3 separate regions of the Sus scrofa genome follow, and regions 2 and 3 are each linked to region 1. The links are chromatin contacts, called in public Hi-C maps. All regions are on one chromosome and are shown on one strand. The core of a region is the stretch at or near the end of the contact, and the rest is flanking DNA. Distances in the headings are between cores, read along the strand shown.

Region 1 (3,031 bases), core at 362-2,861:
ACTCTCTATGGACGCGGCTCAGGACAAGAGGGTGACTACAGTGGTCTCTAGATCTACTGACTTACTTCCCCTTATGGGCTCATGCCAGTCACTCTGACTCATGGCCCCTTGGCCTCTGGAAACTCACAGCAACCCAGTTTTCTGCCTGGGCCACTTGGTTTGGGGTATGGTCATCATACATACTAAGATTACCAATCATGTTGACACTTTCAAAGCTTCCTGGGGAATGAAAAAGCAGTGGTCTTGTGACAACGTGGTCACCTCAGTGAAGGTTCCACAGTTGACCAGAGGGACAAGGGCTTCCTCATTTCACGGGATGAGGTCTTATTGTCCTGTTAAGCCAGGAGACCCCATACCTAAAAGAACGTTGTCTTGGTCAGCATTCCTACAAGAACAGAGACCATGCTCCAACAGGGTCATTTGGTTAAGAAGGAAACCTTGGGACTTGCACGGGTGGAAAAGCCATTATCATCACAGGTTCTTAAGAGGGAAAGAAGAGGGGGAATTTCCTGGAACCAAAAGGGTAGGTGTAGGGAGAGGACCTCCTGAGAAGAGGCCACATTTGATAAAGGAAAGCTCCGGAAACCCAGAGAGAACCAAATATCCCAATTTCACTCTCCGGGCCTTCTGCTGATGCCTCCCATAGGCTGGAATCAACTGGAAGCTAGAGAGCAAGGGCGCTCATTGACGCGGTCCATGTATATCAGTTTCTCCGGATGCAGAATGGTGAGATTGACCTCAAGGCTTATGGACACTTATTGGCATGGCTGGTTATGGCTGGCTGAGAATAGCTATGCAAAGAGTGATGATTTCAGCAGATACCTGCCACTTGGTATATACCTCGTGCTTTGAAAGCTTTTTCAGGGACTTCCTCATTTGATCCTCACAGTAGGCCCATGAGGTGAGTACTCCCCTGGCCCCATTTACAGACTGGGAAACGAGAGAATACAGAGATACTAAACGGTAAACAGAGGAGTGTGGACTTGTAAGCCCAGAAGGTGTGATTACCTGACCAGTGCCTTCATCTACGGGACCATCCCATCTTATCCAAAATGAAAATTTATGAGTTAGGTCGTAAAGCATTGCTAGATTGGAGGGAGTGACTGCAACAGAGACCACAAGACAAGGATGAAATATTTCTGTAAGCTCTCTTTGACTTAACTGAGGTGGCATATACACACTCCATGTAAGAGATATTAAAGTGTAAACCAAGAGAAAAGGGAGAGAGAAACGCAAAAGCAGAGGAGAAAGAGAGAGAGAGAGCACCAGCTGCATACAGGATACAGGCCAAGAGTCTAATTATAGCTGATAAGGCCCCTTATGATCTGTAACGTGCCCCTACTCATCTTTCCCCATTCCCTGTGGGGCACTGTGTCCCAGCCAAACTAAACTTTATTTAGTTCTTTAAACAGCCCTCAGGTCACTGCCCATGTTGTCCCTTCGGCCTGAAACACTTTCCCTTGCTTTCTATTCACCCATCGTAAGCCCTACTTAATCCATCAGGCCTTAGTTTTGTCTCTTCTTAAATTTTTCTTTCCTCTCTCCCTCCCTCTGTCCTCCCTCCAACACACATTTTTTGGACACAGTACGTTCAGGCACAGTGGTGGGTGTTGCTGACATTGGTCCATATTGGTCCCTCCCTTATGGAGTTTCTATGAGAAAACGTTCCCTTCATGCCCAAGTCTGGGTTGAGGGGCTCTCCTGGGTGTTTTCTCAGCAACCTGAACTAATCCTATTATAGCCTCTTTACTCTGCATTCTAGCACCCTGGGTCTATCTCCTTTCCCAGACCCTAGGCTCCAAGGTTGAGGGTATTAGTTTCCTATTGTTGCTGTAACAAATTACTGCAAACTCAGTGGCTTAAAGCAACCCAAATTAATGATCCTAAGGGTTCTAGAGTTGAAAGTCCAACACAGCCCTCACTATATTAAAATCAAGTTTTGTGGAGCCTATGTTCCTTCCCAGAAGCTCTGGAAAGAGCAGAATATGTTTTGTTTGTTTGTTTCTTTATTTGCCTTTTCCAACTAGAGGCTGCCTGCATTTCTTGGCTGATGGCCCTTTCCTCCTTCTTCAAAGCCATCAATGGCTGGCGGAATCTTTCCACATTGTATCACTCTGACAGTGACTCTTTTTCCTCCTCTTCTGTCTTTTAAGGACCTTTGTGATTATATTGGATACATATCCAGCCCACCTGGATAGTCCAGGCTAATATTCCTGTCTTAAAGTCAGCTGATTAGCCATCCTAAATCCATCTGCAACCTCAATTTCCTTTGCCAAGTAAGATAAGATACTCACAGATTCTAACTTAGGTCATGGACATCTTTGGGAAACCATTATTCCGCCAAGCATACTATATATCCCCAAATGCTAGTCCAAGGGAAAAAATAGAATATCTCAGTATGCAAGTGGTTTCTATGTGTATGGAATATATAGATCTCTATGTGTCTACAGCATGTGTCTCTGTGACAGTCATCTGTGTCCTGGATGTTCACTTGGGTGGATGTGTTTGTGTGTGGGTCAGGAAGCATACATTGCCTGACCTCGTTAGTTGTGGTCATATGTATTTATGTATGTGTTGGAAGGTAGGAATTATAATTCCCAAAGGGGGAATTATAAAGATAAACCAGGCAATGAGTAATATTTTCCTGACAATTCAACTGTAAAATAGTTTACCCTCCATGTGGATACTTTGCTTTCAAGACCTGGATTTCTATGCTCTCAATTGACATGTGCTGGTTACCACATTCATAGAAAGGGTGGCATCCTGCTTGAGCCAGGAAGCCCTTCTAGAAGATCCTATATTAGCCATCATACAGCTAAGAGGCACATTCAGTGCTGCCAGCAGTTAACAGATCAGTCAAATTATTATTTCTCATCTTTGCTGCAGAAGTAACAGTTTCTGATATAGAACCTTGTTTGAATCTCCAGGCCAGCCTTTACTGTGAATCCAGGCACATCGGAGCCTGAGCCCTTAGGGATCATCTGGCCCCTACCCTTCACTTCGGAGATGGGACAAGGCCAATAAGTGGGCA
Region 2 (3,031 bases), core at 352-2,851, 130 kb before region 1:
AGAAAGAAAGAAAAGGAAGTATAATTTAGGGCAAAAGTCAAGCCCCTCTGAATGGCCTGCCCAGCCTTATAACATCTTCCTGCCTGCCTCTGACCTCTGCCCTCGTCTCCTACTCAGTTCTTCCCACACCCCACCTCCACCCTGGTTACACTGATCTCTTCCGGGAGGCCTCAGACACACCAGGCATGCTCCTGCCTCAGGACCTTTGCACTGGCAGTTCCCTTTACCTGAAAGTTCTGTCAGCTAGCTACCTAAATTCCTGATTCAAATGTCATCTTCCCAACAAGCTCTACTTTGACCATCTTGTTTATAACTGCACCCACTCAGCCTTCCCACTGTAGTGCAGTGGGTTAAGAATCCAACTGTATCAGCTCAGATTCAATCCCCAGCCTGGAAACTTCCATATGCCATGGGTGTGACCATAAAATCTAAAAATATAAAAATTAAAAAAATTTAAAATAAGAATACTGCACCCACTGGCACTCCCTTACCTTACTCACATTTTTCCTTAGTTATTACCTTCTAACGTACTCAATAATTTACTCTTTCCCATGTTTCTTGTTAATCTCCCTACTGAAAAGCATTCTCCCTAAGATATTAATCTCAAATTTGTTTCCTGCAATATCCCCAACACCCAGAAAGTGCCTGGCATAAACAGCTGCTCAATTAACTTTTTTTTTTTTTTTTTTGAATGATGAGTGTCAGTGGCACTACTTAGGGCACCACTGGTTGATGAATGAATAGGCGTCCTCCTTGTACACTCTTCTCTCCTGAAGAAAGGGCTTTTTTCTTCCTTTTCTGGAGCCAAACCTATTAACCTGGTTTTTAACTACTCAGGGTTCTGCCCTGTTCTGGATCCCACACAGAGGCCTCCCAGGAGACTAGAGTAAGCCACTAACGCTGGTGACAGCCTCTAGAGCTGGGAGTTGAGTTTCCCCTTGTCCTCTTGGCTTTGCCCAAATGCAGGTCCCCTCTCTTCCACCTGTTTGCTTAGCTGCCAAGGGTTCCAGGCTCATTGGGAAGGTGAACAGGTATTTTGTGGATTAAGGAGGAAAATGAGGGAGACAATTGTCCCATACAGGACGGTGGTTCTCAAGGGCTGGTCCCCAGACCAAATGCATCAACTTCACCGGGAAACTTATTAGAAATGCATAGTCTCAGGCCCCACCCGAAACTCACTGAATCAGAACAGGGGTGGCAGTGGATCAGGCAACAATGGATTTAACAATAATTAAATCACGGACTTAATTTAATCGTTCCATTAAATTAATGAGCAAAGCTGCCTGGTGATTCTGAGGCATTCAAGTGTGAGAACCCCTAGGCTGGGGGAGGGGAGGGACTTTGTTAGAGCCTTGATGGCAGGGAGGGACTTAAAAGGTCAGACCAGAGGACAGGTCCCCGGGGTCCCTGCGTCAGAGGCCGCGCGGGGTGGTCTGACCTGGGAAGTTAAAGGCCAGCGTTCCCAGGTCCTCCACCCCCACCCCAGGAAAGTCCCCTCCGCGAGGCCGTGACCTTCCTCCAGCCACATGTCCCACTTATGGCTGCCTGGGGCGGGCGAGCGGGCGGGTGAGCGGACGGGCGGAGGCGCTGCGCTCTGGGTGCGCACCCGCAGCCCATCTGCTGCGCCCTCGCTGGTGGGGCCGGGGCGCCCGGCTCCGCTAGCAAGGTCCGCCCACCCCCTGCCCAGGCCGCCGGTCGCCCTCTCTCTGCCTCTGGTTGTCCTGTCTGTCTTTGTTGGAGCTCTGTCGCTGATTTTCTCTCTTCATCTCTGCCTCTCCCCTGCCGGAATTTTTCTCCCTGCCCCCTTTTCCTTTTTCATTCACATCCAGGCTTTTTTTAGCAAAGAGTTACCGAGCGCCCACGATGTGCCTGCCTAGTCCTAGGCTCTGGGCTGTGAGCGGTGAAAACAAGTGAACCTGCCAGCAGGGGGGCTTCCTGGGTCTTTGATCCCTTTCTACCACTTCCATCCTCCTCTGCTCCCTCCCCACCCCCACCTCTCTCTGCCCTCCCTGCATTGGCGGTTCTTCCCTCTACCTCTCTTTGTTCTGTCTTTTCTTCTGGAAGGTCTCATGGTAGGATAAAACAGCCTACTTTTGTCTGACTGCTAGAGAGTTGCAGTTAATATGTCAATCTTACCTTGAAGAATGACCCTAGTTTCAACTGTTAGCAGCTATGGACACTTTGACCAAAATTAGTTTATTAACCTAATAAATAATAAACGCAGATGACTGGACCCTATGAAGTCACCTGGCTGAGAGAAACTAGTGTTTACCTACCTTGGCCTCTGTGCTAGACACTCATGTATTCAAGAAAATGTATGCATGCATCCCATGATTAATTGAGGACCTAGTGTGTGCTGGATGTCTTTCAAGGAGAACACTGTCCCAGAGGAGGTGTTCTTCACAGCGCTCTGAAGAAGTTAAAACAATGACGCAGAAGGACTGCCCAGTACCGCAGTTAACCCTTTCAGTCTCCCTTCTAGGGGAACAAGACTATACAACAATTCGATAGATATGAAAACTGAGGCCGGGAAACCATGCAGCTTGTCCAAGTACCTGCAACTGGTGAGTTGTATGGCCAAGATTTAACCCTCATTTTGACTCCCAAGCTGGTTGCCATTAACCTACAAGGCCAGCTTAGAGGCAAGGCTGCTGTAGAGAAAAGAGAGGTGAGGAAGGAGGAGTGGGATGGCTCTAGAGTGGAAACTTGAGGATTCAACGAAGCATTGGGTGATGCTGTGTGTTACTGATGAAGTTCCATGACCTCTCTGGGCCCTCCTCATAGGTTTAATGGAGAGCTCTGTTGCCTACAAAAGGCCTTCTTCAGGTGTAACCTATAGGTTGGCGTGTAGGCTCTGGCGCCAGACTGGCTGGGCTGGAAACCTGCTTCTACTACTGACTTGCTATGTAATATTGGACAAGGCACTTAAGCTCTCTGGGCTTCAATTTTCTCATCTGAAAGATTGCTGTAATGATGACTACCTCCCTGGGCAGATGACAGAGTGAATGGTTTCTGTTAAGGGTTAGATATT
Region 3 (3,031 bases), core at 158-2,657, 100 kb after region 1:
AGGAAAATTCAGGACTTTAGCAATTTGTCTTCATTCATTGGACACCTATCACTCAAGAGATTCACAGTAGGGTATCTAGATCTATATTGATCTAGATCTAAATGTCCATTCAATGCAACAGCAAGTCCACACAAGACGCATTTTTTTTTTTTTGGGCCATGCCCAGAGTATGGGAAACTTTCTGGGCTAGGGGTCAAACCCTTGCCACAGCAGTGACTTGAACCAGTGATAAGGCCAGATCCTTAACCACTAGGCCACCAGGGAACTCCCATGAGGCTGTTTTTAGTGTTAATTTCCATTTTACAGATAAGGGGCATGAGGCAGAGAGAACTTAAGTTTCTTACTCAAGCCCACAGCCAACAAGTAGTAAAGCCACGATTTGAGCCAGGGTTTGAGCCCAGGCAGTTGGGCTCCTAAGTCTGTACTTAACAACAACAGCGTACAGACCTTCCCAACATGCAAAAAAGTGTACAGTGTCTGCCTCTGAGAAGCACACTCCCTGGAGAAGAGAGACAGCCCACAAGGGTGTGTAGTCACATGCTACCCGCACCAGGAGAACAAAAGAGGGAGCGTTTGTTCTACTAGGGGAGGAGAGAGAGAATTAAGAAAGCAGCCTGAAGGAGGTGACTTTTATCATTTCCAGAGTTTTCCTTTGTTGAGGTGGGGAAGTTTGAGGTAGCTAAGGCTTAGGGAATATCATCACAGAGCTCCGGAGGCCAGGATACCAGGTATGAACAGTGTGTGACATGGCCTAGTTACTTAACTTCCAGGGGCCTCAGCTTCCTCACCTGTATAATGGGGATAATAACACCTGCCTTGTGAAGCTGTTTGAATACTAAATGAGATCATGTGCTCGCGACCCAGTGTTATTCCAATCTTTATTTACCTCTCATAAAACTATTTCCCTCAGTAAAAAATTTTAATTGAGCCCATTTTTTTTACACCCATGCTCCCAGTTGCATTAGTAATAATAATCCTAAGTGTCATTATTAGTCATTTGTAGTAACAATATAATTAATAATAATGTTAATTGGCATTGATTGAGGGCACTAAATACTTAATATGTATAATCTGTATCTATCTAATCGACTCCACAGAACCTATCTTAGAGATAGGTAGCATTATCCCCATTTTAGAGATGAGAATAATAAGGCTCAGAGAGATGAAGAAATTTACACGAAGGTCTCCTGGATAGGAAGTGGCAGAACTAGTATTCAGACCCGAGTCTGTCTGGCCCGAAAAATGTCCGACAGAGAATGCCCTGGGTTTGGAGTTCACGCCGGCCTTGGCCATGTCCCTCAGCCTCTTTCTCAGAAAGAAAACAAACATTCTAAGCGTTCTGCGTACACGTTGGAACAGGAACGCCCTGGAGAGGCAGGCTGAAGCAGGAAGATCTGTCCTTATTTGGAGGGTGGGGTTGGGGCCGTCCCTCAGCCTTGTCACCCAGCCTGGAGGTCCCGGCCAGAGCCGGACTGGAACTGGCACCGAGGTCGTCTTGGCGGGTCAGCGTGTGCCTTCTCCGGCTTCGGGTGGCTCTGGGCAGCCAGGGGCGACCGGCCCCCCGCAGGGACTGTCTGCCTGCCAGGGAGGCCGCTTGCTGGTGACCCAGCCCGTCCCCACGTGGGTGGCTCCCAGGCAGCAGCGAGTTAATCTGCTATCTGTTGGGAAGGCTTCCAGAACCCTCCTCCCAGCCCGTGTTTGCTCAGGGCTGGGCTCTTCAGAAACTGAAACCAGCGGGGCGCCAGGCCCCGCCAGCTCTCATGGGATCCTGCCTGGGTTTACCTTCTATGGGGAGGCCCGCGAGGGCTGGGCGGAGCGCGGTGTGCAGCCAGGCAGGGCCGGCGACGTGGCGACCGGGATCCCTCCCCTCCTCCCAGGAGTCACCCCGCCCCCACCCCGGGACCTGCTCCAGGCCCGGGGGGAAGCACGTGGGCTAACCAGCCACCAGGGGTGGCTGGAATCCTGGCCCAGCCCTGCACCCTCTGAGACATTGAATGCACCACTAAACCTCAGGAGTTTGGCTTTCTTTCACTATAAAATGGGGGTAAATAATACCTAGCCGCCAGAATCAGTAGCATCTGTACCTTAGTACCTCTGATCCAAAAGAAGGAGTTCCCCTCATGGCTCAGTGGATACGAATCTGACTAGCATCCATGAGAACACAGGTTTGATCCCTGGCCTTAGTGGGTTAAGGATTCTGGGTTGCAGTGAGCTGGGGTGTAGGTAGCAGCGCAGCTCGGATCTGGCGTTGCTGTGACAGTGGCATAGGCTGGCAGCTGTAGCTCAGATTCAACCCCTAGCTTGGGAACCTCCATATGCCATGGGTGCAGCCCTAGAAAGACAAAAAAAAAAACAAAAACAAACAAAAAAACCTCTACATATGGTCACTGTACTGGTGTGCTTATTATCAGTATGGCTGTTGGGTTGGGCAGCCTGCCTTGTGAGGTGGTAAGCTCCCATTACTCAAAGTGTCAAGCACAAGCTGAGTGAGATGGGGACAAAAAAGGAAAAATTAGGACAGAAAGGGACCCGTACTTGCCAGAGCCAGGTACTACTGACTTGGTCATCTCAGAATCACCTGGGAAGCTCACTCCATCTCAGATCCACTGAATCAAAACCCCTGGTGGCAAGTGTTTTAAAAGTACAGCTTTGCTTTCTTTTTAAAACCACTGATCTAGACCAATAATCCCAACATTGTTCCTCTTCAAAAGACCCTTATGTTCTTCCCTCCTACCCCATTGATTGCACAGTGGGAAAGATTTTATTGACCAAACTAGATTGGTTAACTCGCAATTAATTTATTTGCTTTCTACATAAATTATTAACCAAAGACCCAGAGTTCATCCAACAAATAGTCGTTCATTCAACAAATTTATTTGCTAAGCAACTGCTTGTGCCAGGCACTGTGCTGCGTACTGGGGGACAGTATGGGAGCTCTGTCCTCAGGGGCTCTCCAGTCTGGTGTGGGATGTAGACAGGGAATGAGAATTCAGATACTTGGCCCTGAAGCCAAGAGAATGTCACTGAACAT

The links. A called contact is a pair of places that touch in the nucleus more often than the background predicts.
Region 2: a contact with region 1 is called in a Hi-C map of skeletal muscle, with 2.2 times the contacts expected there. The contact joins two enhancer-like sites. A contact is called at or near these places in 4 of 47 Hi-C or Micro-C datasets (fetal heart ventricle, heart right ventricle, psoas muscle and 1 more) and 1 of 2 datasets of contacts at active chromatin or transcription factors (skeletal muscle).
Region 3: a Hi-C map of liver shows a contact between it and region 1, with 6 times the contacts expected there. The contact joins two enhancer-like sites. A contact is called at or near these places in 3 of 47 Hi-C or Micro-C datasets (heart right ventricle, liver and psoas muscle).

Annotation. Positions count from the first base shown.
Region 1 is chr6:153,460,065-153,463,095 of Sscrofa11.1, forward strand. No RefSeq gene overlaps it. Among named protein-coding and RNA genes, the nearest start is that of JUN, 220 kb to the right of the region's middle. Within about 2 kb of position 1,612, at least 4 of the 83 cell types and tissues checked have an H3K27ac peak or open chromatin away from gene starts, as enhancers often do. A contact at or near this core is called in skeletal muscle, where this site is marked.
Region 2 is chr6:153,333,805-153,336,835 of Sscrofa11.1, forward strand. All of the region lies in intron 3 of LOC102165506 (a long non-coding RNA gene), which reads left to right. Among named protein-coding and RNA genes, the nearest start is that of FGGY, 120 kb to the left of the region's middle. Within about 2 kb of position 1,602, at least 39 of the 83 cell types and tissues checked have an H3K27ac peak or open chromatin away from gene starts, as enhancers often do. A contact at or near this core is called in skeletal muscle, where this site is marked.
Region 3 is chr6:153,561,019-153,564,049 of Sscrofa11.1, forward strand. No RefSeq gene overlaps it. Among named protein-coding and RNA genes, the nearest start is that of JUN, 120 kb to the right of the region's middle. Within about 2 kb of position 1,408, at least 76 of the 83 cell types and tissues checked have an H3K27ac peak or open chromatin away from gene starts, as enhancers often do.